Regions from separate parts of the Mus musculus genome. Here all the other regions are linked to region 5. Evidence: chromatin contacts called from public Hi-C and HiChIP or PLAC-seq data. All regions are on one chromosome and are shown on one strand. The core of a region is the stretch at or near the end of the contact, and the rest is flanking DNA. Distances in the headings are between cores, read along the strand shown. Region 1 has its middle 130 kb from the start of Gm35209. Region 2 has its middle 75 kb from the start of Gm23815. Region 3 has its middle 5.6 kb from the start of Gm35209. Region 4 has its middle 35 kb from the start of Gm35209. Region 5 overlaps Gm29683 (predicted gene, 29683).

The links. A called contact is a pair of places that touch in the nucleus more often than the background predicts. HiChIP or PLAC-seq counts read pairs in DNA pulled down with a chosen protein or histone mark.
Region 1: a contact with region 5 is called in an H3K27ac HiChIP or PLAC-seq map of the NIH/3T3 cell line, with 7 times the contacts expected there. The contact joins two enhancer-like sites. A contact is called at or near these places in 4 of 484 Hi-C or Micro-C datasets (adipose-derived mesenchymal stem cells, nephron progenitors and uterus), 4 of 115 datasets of contacts at active chromatin or transcription factors (the NIH/3T3 cell line, embryonic stem cells, kidney and 1 more) and 1 of 9 other capture datasets (embryonic stem cells).
Region 2: an H3K27ac HiChIP or PLAC-seq map of the NIH/3T3 cell line shows a contact between it and region 5, with 11 times the contacts expected there. The contact joins two enhancer-like sites. A contact is called at or near these places in 1 of 15 datasets of contacts at CTCF or cohesin (the NIH/3T3 cell line), 22 of 484 Hi-C or Micro-C datasets (the C2C12 cell line, MC3T3-E1-derived osteoblasts, adipose-derived mesenchymal stem cells and 10 more) and 17 of 115 datasets of contacts at active chromatin or transcription factors (the NIH/3T3 cell line, astrocytes, craniofacial prominence and 12 more).
Region 3: a Hi-C map of the C2C12 cell line shows a contact between it and region 5, with 6 times the contacts expected there. The contact joins two enhancer-like sites. A contact is called at or near these places in 2 of 15 datasets of contacts at CTCF or cohesin (the NIH/3T3 cell line and stem cell-derived epiblast-like cells), 70 of 484 Hi-C or Micro-C datasets (the AML12 cell line, the C2C12 cell line, the MC3T3-E1 cell line and 34 more), 18 of 115 datasets of contacts at active chromatin or transcription factors (the NIH/3T3 cell line, PVALB interneurons, astrocytes and 15 more) and 1 of 9 other capture datasets (embryonic stem cells).
Region 4: a contact with region 5 is called in an H3K4me3 HiChIP or PLAC-seq map of craniofacial prominence, with 3 times the contacts expected there. The contact joins two enhancer-like sites. A contact is called at or near these places in 1 of 15 datasets of contacts at CTCF or cohesin (the NIH/3T3 cell line), 1 of 484 Hi-C or Micro-C datasets (nephron progenitors), 7 of 115 datasets of contacts at active chromatin or transcription factors (the NIH/3T3 cell line, craniofacial prominence, embryonic brain and 4 more) and 1 of 9 other capture datasets (embryonic stem cells).

What each region holds. Positions count from the first base shown.
Region 1 is chr7:69,669,196-69,671,895 of GRCm38.p6, forward strand. No RefSeq gene overlaps it. Among named protein-coding and RNA genes, the nearest start is that of Gm35209, 130 kb to the right of the region's middle. Within about 2 kb of position 1,251, at least 5 of the 459 cell types and tissues checked have an H3K27ac peak or open chromatin away from gene starts, as enhancers often do. A contact at or near this core is called in the NIH/3T3 cell line, where this site is marked.
Region 2 is chr7:69,572,756-69,575,455 of GRCm38.p6, forward strand. No RefSeq gene overlaps it. Among named protein-coding and RNA genes, the nearest start is that of Gm23815, 75 kb to the left of the region's middle. Within about 2 kb of position 1,251, at least 15 of the 459 cell types and tissues checked have an H3K27ac peak or open chromatin away from gene starts, as enhancers often do. A contact at or near this core is called in the C2C12 cell line and the NIH/3T3 cell line, where this site is marked.
Region 3 is chr7:69,805,984-69,808,683 of GRCm38.p6, forward strand. No RefSeq gene overlaps it. Among named protein-coding and RNA genes, the nearest start is that of Gm35209, 5.6 kb to the left of the region's middle. Within about 2 kb of position 1,423, at least 4 of the 459 cell types and tissues checked have an H3K27ac peak or open chromatin away from gene starts, as enhancers often do. A contact at or near this core is called in the C2C12 cell line, where this site is marked.
Region 4 is chr7:69,765,307-69,768,006 of GRCm38.p6, forward strand. No RefSeq gene overlaps it. Among named protein-coding and RNA genes, the nearest start is that of Gm35209, 35 kb to the right of the region's middle. Within about 2 kb of position 1,350, at least 1 of the 459 cell types and tissues checked has an H3K27ac peak or open chromatin away from gene starts, as enhancers often do. A contact at or near this core is called in craniofacial prominence, where this site is marked.
Region 5 is chr7:70,330,576-70,333,275 of GRCm38.p6, forward strand. The region is part of intron 1 of Gm29683 (predicted gene, 29683); the gene reads right to left. Among named protein-coding and RNA genes, the nearest start is that of Gm29683, 5.9 kb to the right of the region's middle. Within about 2 kb of position 1,321, at least 109 of the 459 cell types and tissues checked have an H3K27ac peak or open chromatin away from gene starts, as enhancers often do. A contact at or near this core is called in the C2C12 cell line, the NIH/3T3 cell line and craniofacial prominence, where this site is marked.

The DNA.
Region 1 (2,700 bases), core at 1-2,500, 660 kb before region 5:
ATAAAGGCCAGGTACCCCAAAATCCTCTTAAAGAGAATAGAAATGGAAGAAACTCAGTTGTGGAATTATAGTGCACAGAATTCCATGAAAACAGGAGATAGATTGGGGTTGGAGGCTGCTGTTCTCAATATACCACTGTAAGGTGTCTTCCCAGCAAAATTCAAGATTGTGTTTGCCACCATTGTTTTTGCCCTTCTGAGAGGTATTTATTGTGGTCATTACATACTCATGATTTCGTCTCTACAGTACATGTAAGGATTCAGGGTAGTAATATTTAAGTCTTCCCTCCAAGAAAGAGATTATTACATGAGACCTTAACTCATTGAATAGGCCTTTGTCTTGACTCTTACAAGATGAAAAAGATTGTCTTGTACAGGATTATGGAGCTGGAGTTTGCTCCTAAGGAGGGCACATGTGTGGTTGTTACTCCGACTTTCAGATCCATTTCCCATCCTTCCAGCCCAGACAAGGTTACTTTTTTCTTCCTTCTTGAAACTGCTAAGAAAATGTAAGTCTTTAACAGACAGTGCTCAACTGATTAATTATTGGTGTGTTTATTTTTGGATATGATATCCCCATAATATTTAAATACTTCAGGGAATAGGTAACATAGAACAAAAAAAAAGCCTATTAGCTATTAGCATAACTATTCATACTGAATGACAAATTATTGGTTTCAGTTAAAATGTTTGCTACTATGCTACTACCTAGTTCATTTGGACAGCTACACTGTTCTCACGTAACATACAGTAACTCAGAGCAAACAACTTATTAGGAGCCACTGTCTGGGCTCTATATTTGTTTTGTTTTGTTTTTCCTATTAGACTATCAGTGATATCTGTTGATCTAGAAAATGTCCTATTGTGAAATTTGAGCAAAAGACAAAATTTGTGTTATCTAAGCCTGTGGAGACAACACTTGTTTGTTTACCAACTTCTCATACAGTCTAAACCAGACAAATGAAATGTATTGATCTAATGCTCTGTTCAACAGATAGTAATACAGAGACTCTACTGTGGCTACAGTGGCAGTGGCATATGTTTTTGTTTTTTTTCCTTAGACAAATGCTGATAAAGGTAACCAGGATGCTTGTTGTCAATGGCTACAGTGACTCAGCAGAAATTGTTACAGTTTCCTCATAGCATTTGTTTCATGGAGATGACAAAGCACTGTTGTAATTTGTTCTGAACATTTTTTTGAGCTTGATTCAATGGCTGTCTCAGATATTCTGCAAGCAGCCCAGCATATTTGCAAGGATCTCTACAATGTTTGAACAACTCACTTTGCCAATTACTGCTAGCAATGGAGAGGTCTGACTAAGACAGACTGACGTGGATATTATTTCCTGATGCTGGTGGTTTTGAGATGGTATGAATGAATGAGACAAATGCTCCTTTGAATTCTGAAAAGTTCATTTGAAACTAAGCATAATATACAATTGCTTGAAAGGAAAAAATTAAAAATTGTATACCAAAAGATCTTTGAATTGTCATATATCCCAAAGATTCAAAACTAATATTTTAGCTGAAGAAATTGCTTAAGAATATTTTTATGTGCACTAAAGTAGTCAACCCTGGTGTTGCAGTTATACCATGGAGAAGCTAGCAAAAAGCTAAAATCAGTGTTTACAAAGGTATTAACTATGAATGATGAGAAAAAAAATTTTTTCATTTGCTTTATCATAAGAGAAGGAATAGCTGAGAGAAAAAATAATTTGAATCTTCTTAGTGCCTATTGGATGAGCTAGAACTCTGGTTACTGATTCCACTGCCATAGAAACCATAGGTGTTTGTCATCAACCTTCTGAAGAGAAACCATAACCATTGTTTTCTAGTGATGACTTTTTTCTAGTGATGTTTCAAAAATGATAGCAGTAGTATTTCCTATTATATAAGGACATGTTAACCCATCACTCATTCACTGAGTCAAGTCTATGACTCTTTTCTTAAACCTGCTTCTACCTTGACTAAGTAAGTGAGATTGTGGCTGTGTACAAGTTTGTTAGCTATAAATCCAAAAATAAAGAGAGGCCATAATCCTATGTGAAACTAAGGGTAGCCACTACTTGTACTTCAAGGAAAAAAAAAAACGAAAAAGATTGTTGAATAAGATTTTTTATTAAATTAAAACAAAACAAAACAAAACAAACTTACTTAACTCTCAATGGAACCTAGTAAGTATTCTATTTTTTACAGAACAAAGAAGAGTTAGTAGGACTAGTTGACTTATTATGGCAAAATGAGTCCACAGTGGGCATCAACATTTGAAACAATGGTCACCATGTTCCCAAAGTTCTTACACAAAAGTACCAACTAAGCTAACAAAAGAATGCAAAGATACATAATACAATCAGTACTGTTGTAAGCTCTCGGAATGCAAATATCTAGTGTTCAAAGTTGTTGTTTTCTATGACTAACCTAGATGGATGTTGGTGAGATAAGTCCATTATTATTTCTCAGCTCTAGAGAAATAATGGTTCAGAGATTCTTATTTCACTCCTATACACGTTTATAAAATAGCTCATGTAAGAACTCTTGTTTTTGTTTAAGTATTCACTAGCTAGGTTGTAGGTATAGTTTCACAGGAATGAAACAAAGACTTGTTAGCCCTGACCCAGACTGAAAATTATGGGAGAGTGTTCTTCTGATGGATGGGCATTGTTCCTACTACAGTTGATTTCCAGATGAGGGAAATGTACTG
Region 2 (2,700 bases), core at 1-2,500, 760 kb before region 5:
ATTTACAAGTCCAGTGTTTTTTGTCCCCAAAGCCCACTCTTTCTGCTTGAAGTGGGCAGGCAAGCTGCACACACGGCCTGGCAGAGCCCGGGTTCACTGTAGCTATGGGAAAACTGCCTGCAAAAACACTTAGGGAAAAAACATTGCATCCAATCTCGAAAATTAGTATTAACTTCAGATGTTCAGATTTGAGTAGGGAAGGCTCTGGTCGACGAAAGACAGGGTCCAGTTATCTCACAGAATAACACAGTTGTAAATCTGAATAAAATTAAAAAGAGATCAAACCCTGTAGACAAATGCTTTGGCTAAATGCCCTCTCTTGTGATCTGAATACCAACTACTGTGTTGTATAGTCATTTATAAAGGGGCTTGGAGGTAGGCAATAGTGTGGGGGGGGAGGGTCATTAATTTCAGCCCACCCAGAAAGGTGTTAACTATGCCCCATCCTTCTGGCTAGATGATAATGAAGCCGCCTCTTTTGTGCCTCCCCAGAGGAGGCATATATACTGTATTACTCTACAACACTGTTAGTACAGTGTGATTGCAGTGAATCAAATCTTGTTTATCCTAAGGATGGGGTGGGCTTGCCCAGCTAGGGGTTTTATTTTTAATTGGGGTTCACAGCAGACTGAACAACCTCTTAGTTGAAAATTCTGGATAGCTCTGGGGGCACATTTGGTTAACCCTCTCCCTGCTGATGCCTACCACCCTTCCCAGGGATTGCTGAATTTCATCCACAAAACGCGTTTGATCCCACAAAAGACATACTAAAATATATCTTTCTGAAGAACCTATATAATTTGAAGGAGACTCCCAGAGTAAACATTGGGATTTACTTTCGTGACTCTGGGCTAAAAACGTATTGTTATTCTCCACTAAATATTTTCCAGATTCATTTTGCACATTGAGATTTGGGGTCCTGAAGATGTTTCAAATGACTCATGTAGAACATGAGGACATTAGTTAATGAAGCAAAGACTAAGTTCTGCCAGTACATGTTGGCTGGCGACATGTGGTTTCTGTTCTGGTGACATCCATGCAGTTACAGGAGAAAGAGAAGACTGTGCCATGGATTTTTAATCTGGTAGTTGCTAGGACGGCATCATTTAGAACTCTAAGGTACTGTTTATTTTCTGCCTGAAGTGGGCAGCCAAGCTGCACACATAACCTGGCAGAGCCCATTAGGGGCAGCATCACAGGGAGGACTCTGTGCTTTGTAGTGACTTCTGGTACGCCCATGGTGGGTTTCAAAGCCTCTTCACAGAGTGACTCATGGGTGGTAGGCTTCAGTGTCTCTTTATTCACTGACTCATGGGTGATGTACCAGCGTGGGAAGAACAAAGGTTTTGAAATCAGAGTCGGTTCAACTTTTTCCCGAAACTCAGTGTGATTATAAAATTAAAAAAGAAATATAAGGCTGGGATAATAGAACAGTTAATCAAGTGTTTCCATTGCCCCAAAGGGGTTGTGTGTTCTGTTGCCCAGTACCTGGGTGCCACATACTTATAATTCCAGTGCTGCAAGGCAGAAGCCAGAAGATTTCTGAAGCTTGTGGGCCAGAGAAAACTAGCCTACTGATTTTCTTTCTCAGAGGCAAGATTCACACCACTGAGCAACCCTGTCTAAAAAATACATGCCCCACCTAATCACAGCCACATAGGCACACACACACACACACACACACACACACACACACACACACAGAGAGAGAGAGAGAGAGAGAGAGAGAGAGAGAGAGAGAGAGAGAGAGAGCAAGAGAGAGAGAATCCAAAGGGACATAAGTTTTGTCAGCACTTAGTAGCATATCAAATAAAAATTGAACAGGAATTTCCTGGCAACTTGCAAGTATACAGTTCATATATTTCTTGTAGCCCTCACTCATGAACACAACATCTAAGTCTTACCGTTTCTTTATATGTATATATTTTGGAGGAAGAGATGTCACAGATTTATCTCTGATACCTTCTGATGAAGAGCTCAATGAATGTTCATTGAACAAGTGCCAGTAGCCCAAATAGAGTCTAAGTAATGTTTCATTAGAAAGCAAACTTGGCCAGAATAGACTCTATCCTATGAGTAATGATTAAAGAGGATTCAAGGATGGTCATTTGTTATCAAAATGCAATATAACATGCTGGCTCCAGGGTTCAGAGGGTAAAGTGACTAAGAGGAGATAGAACTATTTGCCATGATGGAAATACAGTTAGTTTGGGAGGATGAAGTAAGTGACCCAAGGTTTAAATGGGACCACAACCAACAAGTAGGTTTTCCCTGGAGCAGAAAAACAGGAAAAGATTTTTGTATTGGGTTCAATGGTTAAAATAAACGTGACATAGAAAGATGCATGTGTGCACTGTGGAAAAGCATGTTTTAAGTACAGACACTTGTCACTTTCTGCAGCTCAGAAAGGAAGCGATTATGAATGATACCCCCCCAAAGAGACAACTGACAAACAGAAATTCATAATAATTTCATATACTAAAGTAGGTTTGGAAATAGGGTACCTTACATATAGAACTTACGCTTCAATAGAGATAACACAGAGACCAAAGTACATGACTAATATTCAACACCCTTTTCCACGTCTCCATGTGAAGCAACAGGAATCACTTTGTCATCTTCAAAATTGGAAATTATGATCAGTTTGAATTAGAAATTACATATGATTTGACTTTTTAAAATAAATAAATAATTTTGGAA
Region 3 (2,700 bases), core at 173-2,672, 520 kb before region 5:
TTTTTCTTCTCATTTCTGACTAATTTGCCCAATGAGCATGCTCCCACCTTTCAATCCCAGCAGATACATACAAACACACATGTACACACATGCACACACATACACACAAACACACACATACACAGATGCACACACACACACAAACACACTTACACACATGCACACACATATACAGATACACACACAAACACACACATACACCAACACACACACAAACACACACGTACACACTAGGTAGATACATACAACCACACAAAACTATTGTCACTGGAATTAACAGATGCAGAGTGGAAATACAGATTTTAATTTTCTCCTGGAAGATTAAAACTTCTGTCCCCAAACTACAGTCATACTTGATGAAATTAGCAATATTTGTATGTCTGACAATTTATTTGCATGTGTGTGTGTGTGTGTTTCTCCACATACCATGGCCATAATTACCAATTAACCTACTGCTTTCTACAGATCTATGGAGAAATAATCACTGCACCTGTGTCCAGCTTGTATTTCTTCTTGTCTTCTGTATTGATAAGGCAAAAAAAAAAATGGACAGTTATCATAAAAACTGCAGCTCTGGTCTCCCCTTCTATTTTTTTTTCTTCCTTAGCATTCAGCTAAAAATTGAAATGCTTTCAATGCTTAGAGAAGACGGAGCAATAATTCCCATTTTTTGTGACATGGAAACTGAGGCTTTGTGTCTAGCTGACTTTCTGTATTCTCTGTAACCCCCGTAATTGTACAGCCTTAAGGACTGTCATCAGATGCTTGTGTGCCACCCATGCCAGACTTAAGGCCGGAGAGCTTGAGTCTTGGTTATGGGGCAACTGGAGGACTGTGAGACCTCACGTACTGACACTAATCTATATTTTAAATAATATTCATTTTTAAAATTTACTTTCTGATTTATAATTTTAACCTCAATCCCCGTTTTCACAAATGCTTATTTGTTATTTAGTGATTAACATTTCCCTATTGTAATTTATTTAAATTCATATCTCAAATAACATAACTAAGAGAAGCAAATTTCATTTAGGCTAAAAATAACATGTGAATAAACAATTACCACAGTGTAATACACCACTGCACAAAATTGTCCACAAAATTACCTAGACATATTTTTATAGAAAAAAAAATAGGCTGTGAGGAGGAATTTGAGTTTAAAATCACTGGGTATTCAGCCAAGTTTAAAAGATAAACCCCTTTGTTGTTGTTTTTCCTGAGTGATCCCACACGGGAGGCCTGCAGATGCCATATTTCAAATCATAGGAAATTACAGCCTAGCAAACTCTCTCTCCCTGTGGGTGCAAATAAAATTTCCTAAAGGCTCTGGAGAGTCCCCAGGCAGAGAAGGAGCCATATCTGCTCTAGAGAGGAAATCACGGTCTGTCGCCAAGGGCGTGGACGCCACGCCCTGCATGCTCTTCCAGAGTGGCTGCACGGTTTCCTAAATGAGGGCACTGCAGCCTGCTGCAGGGCTGCTGTGGAACCTTGACCTCAGCCTGTTCCACAAACAGGCAAAAAGCCCAAACTCCGAATCCGAACCCACTTCCTCCTCCCACTCCACTTGTGACCTCCTTATCTATGGCAGATGGGAACAAACCACTTTATTTTCATTGTTCATAAATATTTTCAGTTTGAATCATCTTACTGTGTATCTGCCATACTTACTGATTGTTTTTAACTATGGCTATCTACATTTTTCTTGTACAGACCAAATGCCTAAACAGTAATATTTTTCTTCCTTTTCTTTATCTTTTTAATGTTGTTTATTTCTGTTCTGAAAGTCCTCTGTACAAAATGTCTCTAATTTATTCAGGCTGCAGGACCACAGTGATATTTTCTATTTGACATGAGATAAAGTCAGTTTTATTTCCGTCAAATATAATTTAGACTCCACCAGCATTCCGTATCTATGTCACAAATTAAGTCATAGAACACTTTGCAATGTGGAGGGAAAAAAGATATTTTACAAGGACAGATAGACACAACATGGAAGGAACCTTTGAGACAAAAGAAATATAATAGACACTCCAGTCTTGAGCGTTGATTTCTATTTATTATTAAAACTTATCAAGACACAAAGGCTGGATGCACACACGTTACCCTAGAAGTATATGATTGAAAACAATGCTGCCTACATCACTTCCTCTATAAAAATACGTTTAAACTTTCTTTACTGAAATTAAACTTGGTATTCATTTTAAAAGGACTTTGAAGCGTGTGGGGGTGGGGCGGGAGGAGGCGATTGGAGCTTGGGTTTTTGTATCTGTCTTTTGTTTTGTGGGGTTTGTTTTCGTACTCCCCCCTCCATTCTTAATTCGTCAGTTTTAAAATGTCCCAGACTTCAGTTTGTAGCTGCCTCTTTGACAACCCAGAATCCCAGTAAAGTGATGAAGTTGAGTTTGCCTAAACTTCCCCGTGGGCAGGGGAGAGCTGTGCGCAGGACCACTTTTATCAACCAAAGCTAGGCTGACTTTGAAAATTCCTCCTGAGGAACAGCCATCAGCGGACCCCTCTCACATTCATCTAATTTCCAAGCCTTGATGTGACATATGAAATAGGGAGAAAAGTGACAACAAAAATCAATGTGTCTAAATAGTCTTGCTTCGAAGCATACCTGCCACTGGCTTAACTCAGAAATTGGGTGGGATATTAGATCTGATATCTCTTTTGTTGCTTTTTCTTTTCTTTTTCTTTCTT
Region 4 (2,700 bases), core at 100-2,599, 570 kb before region 5:
TTTCTCATTTTGGATAGAGAACCACACGTGATTTTGTGGGTTAAATAAGATGCTCAGTGTGTGACACACAGTAGGACTCAGTGAATGTAAGTCACTAAAGAAAGCAAAGATGTTCTCACGCCTATGCGACACCTCGAATGTGAATGGGATCTTGATTTCTCAGTGCCTCTTCTGGGTTGAACAAATGAGCCTAAGGAGACCCTGCAATTCACAAGCTGCTCCTTGGTTTTGCTTGTTTGTTCGTTTGTTTGCTTTTGCTTGTGTTTTGTTTTAATACTTCAAGTGTGTTGACTCATGGAGAAAGATAGAGGTACACAACAGAAAAGCGTGGGCTAACTGAGAACAGGAGTGAGGACATGATCTTGAAGGTTCCAGCTTTTCTCTACCCTACTGAGCCCTATGGCTTGACTCCTTTGTTAACTTGCTCGCCTACTTGTTGATTGATAAGAAAGAGAGGGAAACATATAAAGAAGAGAAATACTTATTATCACGGCTTTATGCTTTGTTTACCATGAATGTGTGTTGTCTCACATGCCACGTTTTTTTAAGCTACATCCTCTGTGGACACATTTACATGGTCAAAGAGAATGAGAGGCCCCTGCTTGAGAGAGGAAGCACAACTTGTTTGCATATCATTCTCTTCAATGCCTGTGGGCCTATGCAAATGATAAAAGGAGTCCATGCATCCATATGTTTCCAATTTTTGCCCGTGTTGTCTTAAAAGCACCAAATTAGAGTCATTTCTCCTCTTTTGAAATGGCCCACCCTAAGAAGAATGAGAAAGAACAGAATAGAAAAATCTTAATAACGCAGGAGCAGAGCCAGCGCTTGGGTGCAAGCTAGCTATTGTGGCCAGTCTCGGTGGTACACACCCCACAGAAAGGCCTGCAGCCTGCCAAGCTGCTTCTCTAGGAGCAGATTGGCTAGAGAACACGGGGGAGCCAGGAAGCATCTCCGTTTCCTTTCTCCTCCTCTTGAGGTGACCATTTCCCCAAGGCCTGGCTACCAGGGAAATTTGCCATCTTGAAATAAAAAGCACCTAGACCTGGCTGATATTTTTACCAACCTGAATTTCCAAAATGAGTTCTTTGGGAAGATAAAGACCAAATAAAGCAGGCAGTCACCTTTGAAATTTCTTTCTTCGCTATGGTTTGTAAAGTAGGTTACAGAAAGCACCGGTGAAAGAAGCTGAGTTTAGTCTAACAACGGAGACTGCTTTGGGATTGGATCGGGTCCACACTGGAGCATGATATTTGCAACACCTGTCAGTAATTTAATCTCAGATCCTTTCTTTCCTCAGCATCCATCTCAGAGACTCTGGCCGCTCACATGTCAGCCATGGTGAACACTGTCCTGGGTGCTGAAGTTTCATAGCCTTGGTTCTGTTTTTAAATGAACTACTTATCCTGTGTGCAGAAGCTTGGGGTAGAGTATTCTCTCCAAAAACAAAAACAAAAAACAAACAAACAAACAAACAAAACAACAACAACAACAAAAAAAAACAGAGTGGGGTGCATACATTTTCCCAACTAGGATTTACAGAGGAGGTTAAAAATTTCGTAGCTTAGACATGAAGAGTGAGAAGGCATCATGAGACAAAGATTTAAGGAGGGCAGAGGAGGAGATGAGAAGACACCAACCAGAATAAAAAGAAGGAATTATTCCAGAGCAGTGTTGCTAAACTTAAGGTCACCGGGCATGTGTCCCTCAAATATATGGCAATTTGAGGAATGTTTTGTTTCTTTCAATAGGGATGAATAGATGGGTTAGATGTTTCCAAAAATCAAACAACACACAGGACTTTCTCACAACAGAGACTAATTCTCGAAACTAAATTTTGAGAAGCCCTGGGCTAGAAATAAGTCTTCAGGAAGGCTCTATTCACAGCCCTGACCATTTATACCAAGCGTGTATTCTTAGGTTCTCAAAGGAGTTACAGTGTGACTTCCCTGTGACATGACATGAGGTATTCATCTCACATTTTTTTTAGAAGCCAAAGAGGTAAAAAAGAGAGGGATATTAAAACAAATATTACTGACATGTCATCAAAATCCCATATGCTGGTGTCTTCACTATCTTGGAATTGTTGGTCATTGTTTCCTCTCGCTTCTTCTCACTCCGTGGGCTGCCTTGATTTCAATCATTGCTTTCTGAGAAATACATCCAAGATACACTGGACACTTTATCAAAACAAAACAAAAACCAAAAAACCAAAAAAAACAAAAAAACAAAAAAAAAACAGATTACTAGAACTGATAAAAGCACAATTATCCAAATAAGGTGAATTGAGATAAAGATCCTTGGATTTTATTTGAAAGCTCTGATCATTTTGGTCATATTATCTGCATTCAGATATTGACAAATGGGTCCAGGTTTATACCTCCACTTATGTCCTGTTACTATACGGAGGAAAGTGTGTCATCAGGATTCTGACTGCCATTAAGAACAGTATGTGGGAAGTGCTGATAGTGAAGCCAGTGACTTGTCAGGTCTGGGTGTTACATGTGATGTAAAAATCCTCCTTTCATATATGCTATCTTGACAATCCATACAAGCCTTAAACAAAAGAAAACAAATCAGTTTTGGAAAATCTTCTTACAAAGCGAGTATTTAATAGCCTAGGCATATATTTGGTTAATGTAATCTAGTATATGCATAGGCATTTGCTAAATGCTGACAGCATTGGATAGCACTTAATTT
Region 5 (2,700 bases), core at 71-2,570:
TGTGTGTGTGTGAGAGAGAGAGAGAGAGAGAGAGAGAGAGAGAGAGAGAGAGAGAGAGAGAAGAGAAGAGGAGAGATCGCGGGTGGAGGGTAGAGAATAACGTCAAGACAGAAATCTAGAGACTGAGCTGGCTCCTTGAAAATGCTCACTCGGTTACCCTTTACCCGCTTTGGGCCCTGCCACCTCCTGGACCCTCACTCGAGCCTTTGGCATCTCGGATTGGCCTCCCCCTCGGGCACAAACAACACCAGCGCCATCCGGGCCCCTCGGCGTCGGCTCCCTGCCTAAGTCTCAGGACCTGAAGCTTAGTGCCCAGATGCAAAGAGCAAGGAGTTGGGGGTGGGGGTGGGGTAGGAACAAGCCTCGTGGAGGAAGAGTGGGTGGGTAGGAGAGTTGTTAAGGGAAAGGAGCAAAGAGGGCGGAGTGGGAGGGGTGGAACGGGAATACTGACACCTGGAAGGCATTGTCTTTGCTAGAGACACCTGTCAATCTCTGCTCAGGGGTCTTGAGGCCAGGGGCGGGGAGGCCGCCGTTCTCCTTGGTGATGTCATCTAGGAGTCTCGTCCCTAAGGAGGGTGGGAATGGCTCCGAGGGCGCAGAGCCCAGAGGGCTTAGAGAAGCGTGGGGGAGGAAAAGAGAAAATAAACAGAAGTAGCTCTCTCGGCTGGCAATTTACATGGAAATCAATAATCCAACTTTAATGTTATTTTTAATCTTCCCTGACCGTCTTGCCTTTTCACTAGGGGAGAGGGGATGAGGTTACAACAGCCCATCCCTCTACCCACACAATCGCTGGGGAAGTCTTGTTATCTCAAATCCCGGTGCAACCAACCCTTCCCCCAGATCCACACCCCGCCCCCCTTTTCTGCGGGTCGTTCCAAACGCTGCCTTCAGGCTTGAGAAGGAAACACTTTGGGACGAGTTTTGAAAGTCTTCCGATACTGCACCGGGTGAAGGGGGAGTTAATTAACGCCAGGCATGCTCAGCGAGTGGGAGAGGGGGCCTCGGCGTGGGTGGGCGGGCCAGGTCGACTGCAGAGGTGCGCGCAGTGCGGGAGGCGCGGGATCTGGAGGCCCGAACTTGCGGGCCTTTGCTGGCAGGAGGTGATCGGAGGTGGCTCGGGCAGGGAGCGCGGAGATGCCCCCAAGGAGTCCCCCCGTTAATCCTGGGGAATTCTGATCTCCCACCTACTGGGCCCCCACTCCCAACCCACCGTGTGCTACAGAACTCTCATTCTTTTCGGCCGGAGCTAATTAGCAGCCTGCCAGCGGCCTGATTTATGGAAACGCTCGGGCGGGCGGAGACGCACCGCTAGCGGAGCTCTGGCTGCCTCCGGGCGGAGCGAAGGAGGAGTCTCCACCGACCTCCTCCGACGAATTTCCCTCCTCCCTGCCAGGGGGAAAAAAAGAAGAAGAAGAAGTTGCTGTTTCATCGCTTCGACCTGGCTGGTCCAGGAGCCTACCCCCTCGCCCTAACCACCTTAACCTAGGACGCGGGGATGTTTAGGTTCCTGTGGGCAAGGCAGGGACTGTGGCCCAGTAGCAGCATCCCGCAAGTGTTGAGGCCACCAGGTTCCAGCTCCGGCTAGAATCGGAGCCTTCCAGCCCTGGGATCTCAGCTCAAGGTCCCCAGTGAAGGGACGTCGGATCTAAAGGCTCTTAGGGAGCCGCAGTAGGACCAAATCAGATCTCTAGGCAGGAAGGAGAGATGGGCGACTGCAAAGGGACAGACTCAGATGTCTTTGTCTGGATCCTAGAGGCCGCCGCCGGCCGTGTTCCTTTCCACTTTCTAGTTATTTTCTTTTTGGTGTTCTCCAGTGAGGTCCTCTCTTCGGTTCAAGCGAGTGTCCAGCGAAAGGCCATTCATTATTAGAAGCATTTAGCCAGGCGTTTATCCAAAGAAACAGTGCAAACCTGATGTTTGCCTTCCTGGGTTGTTGTGGGTGACCCAGGAGGAAGGGGGAAGTAGATCCCCCCCTTTACCCCGCGGACCCCAGTAGCGAGGGTGGAAGGAGGGGCCGGTGAAGGACAGAGGAATCTCAGCATGGACCTGTTGCTGGCGCTTAAGCAGCCCTTCTGCTCCTCAGAAAAGCACTGTTTGCCAGTGTTTCTCCAAGATGCACCAGAGGGACGCGACCGTGAGAGCATCTGTGCCTGCTAGAAGCATTTGGAAGGGACAAAACAGGCAGACCCAGAGGCCAGAGGCTTAGGCAGCCTCTCTGGCTCAGGGTTGAACTGGAAACTGGGCAGCGCAGGTGTGAAAAGTGGTAGGGGCAGAAGTCTCTGGCAAGATTGCCCGGTTCCTTAAGCTCGTTTCTCTCTCAAACCCTATCCCAGCACTCCAGGCCTTTCTGTGACTGAAAAGGAAGTGGTTGAGAACTGATTGTCTCTACAAGCTCAGTGTAAACTTTAAAATACCACCCCGTTCTGCCCTTTTCAGAAGTCGTTTTTTGATCTTCTGGCTGGTACAAGAGCAGCGCCAGCAACCTTCACCTCAAACCTGCAGACACCTGTCATTTCCTACCTATAGGGCTCGGATCCTCTCTCCTTGTGGAGACCAGTCTGTGTCATAGAGAGCATGAAGCTTCCTCTTGGGCCGAGAAAATTGAGAGAGAGAGAGAGAGAGAGAGAGAGAGAGAGAGAGAACGGGGGTGGGGGAGTATTTTCAAAAGGTAACATTCATGGAGTCTTCCAAACCCCT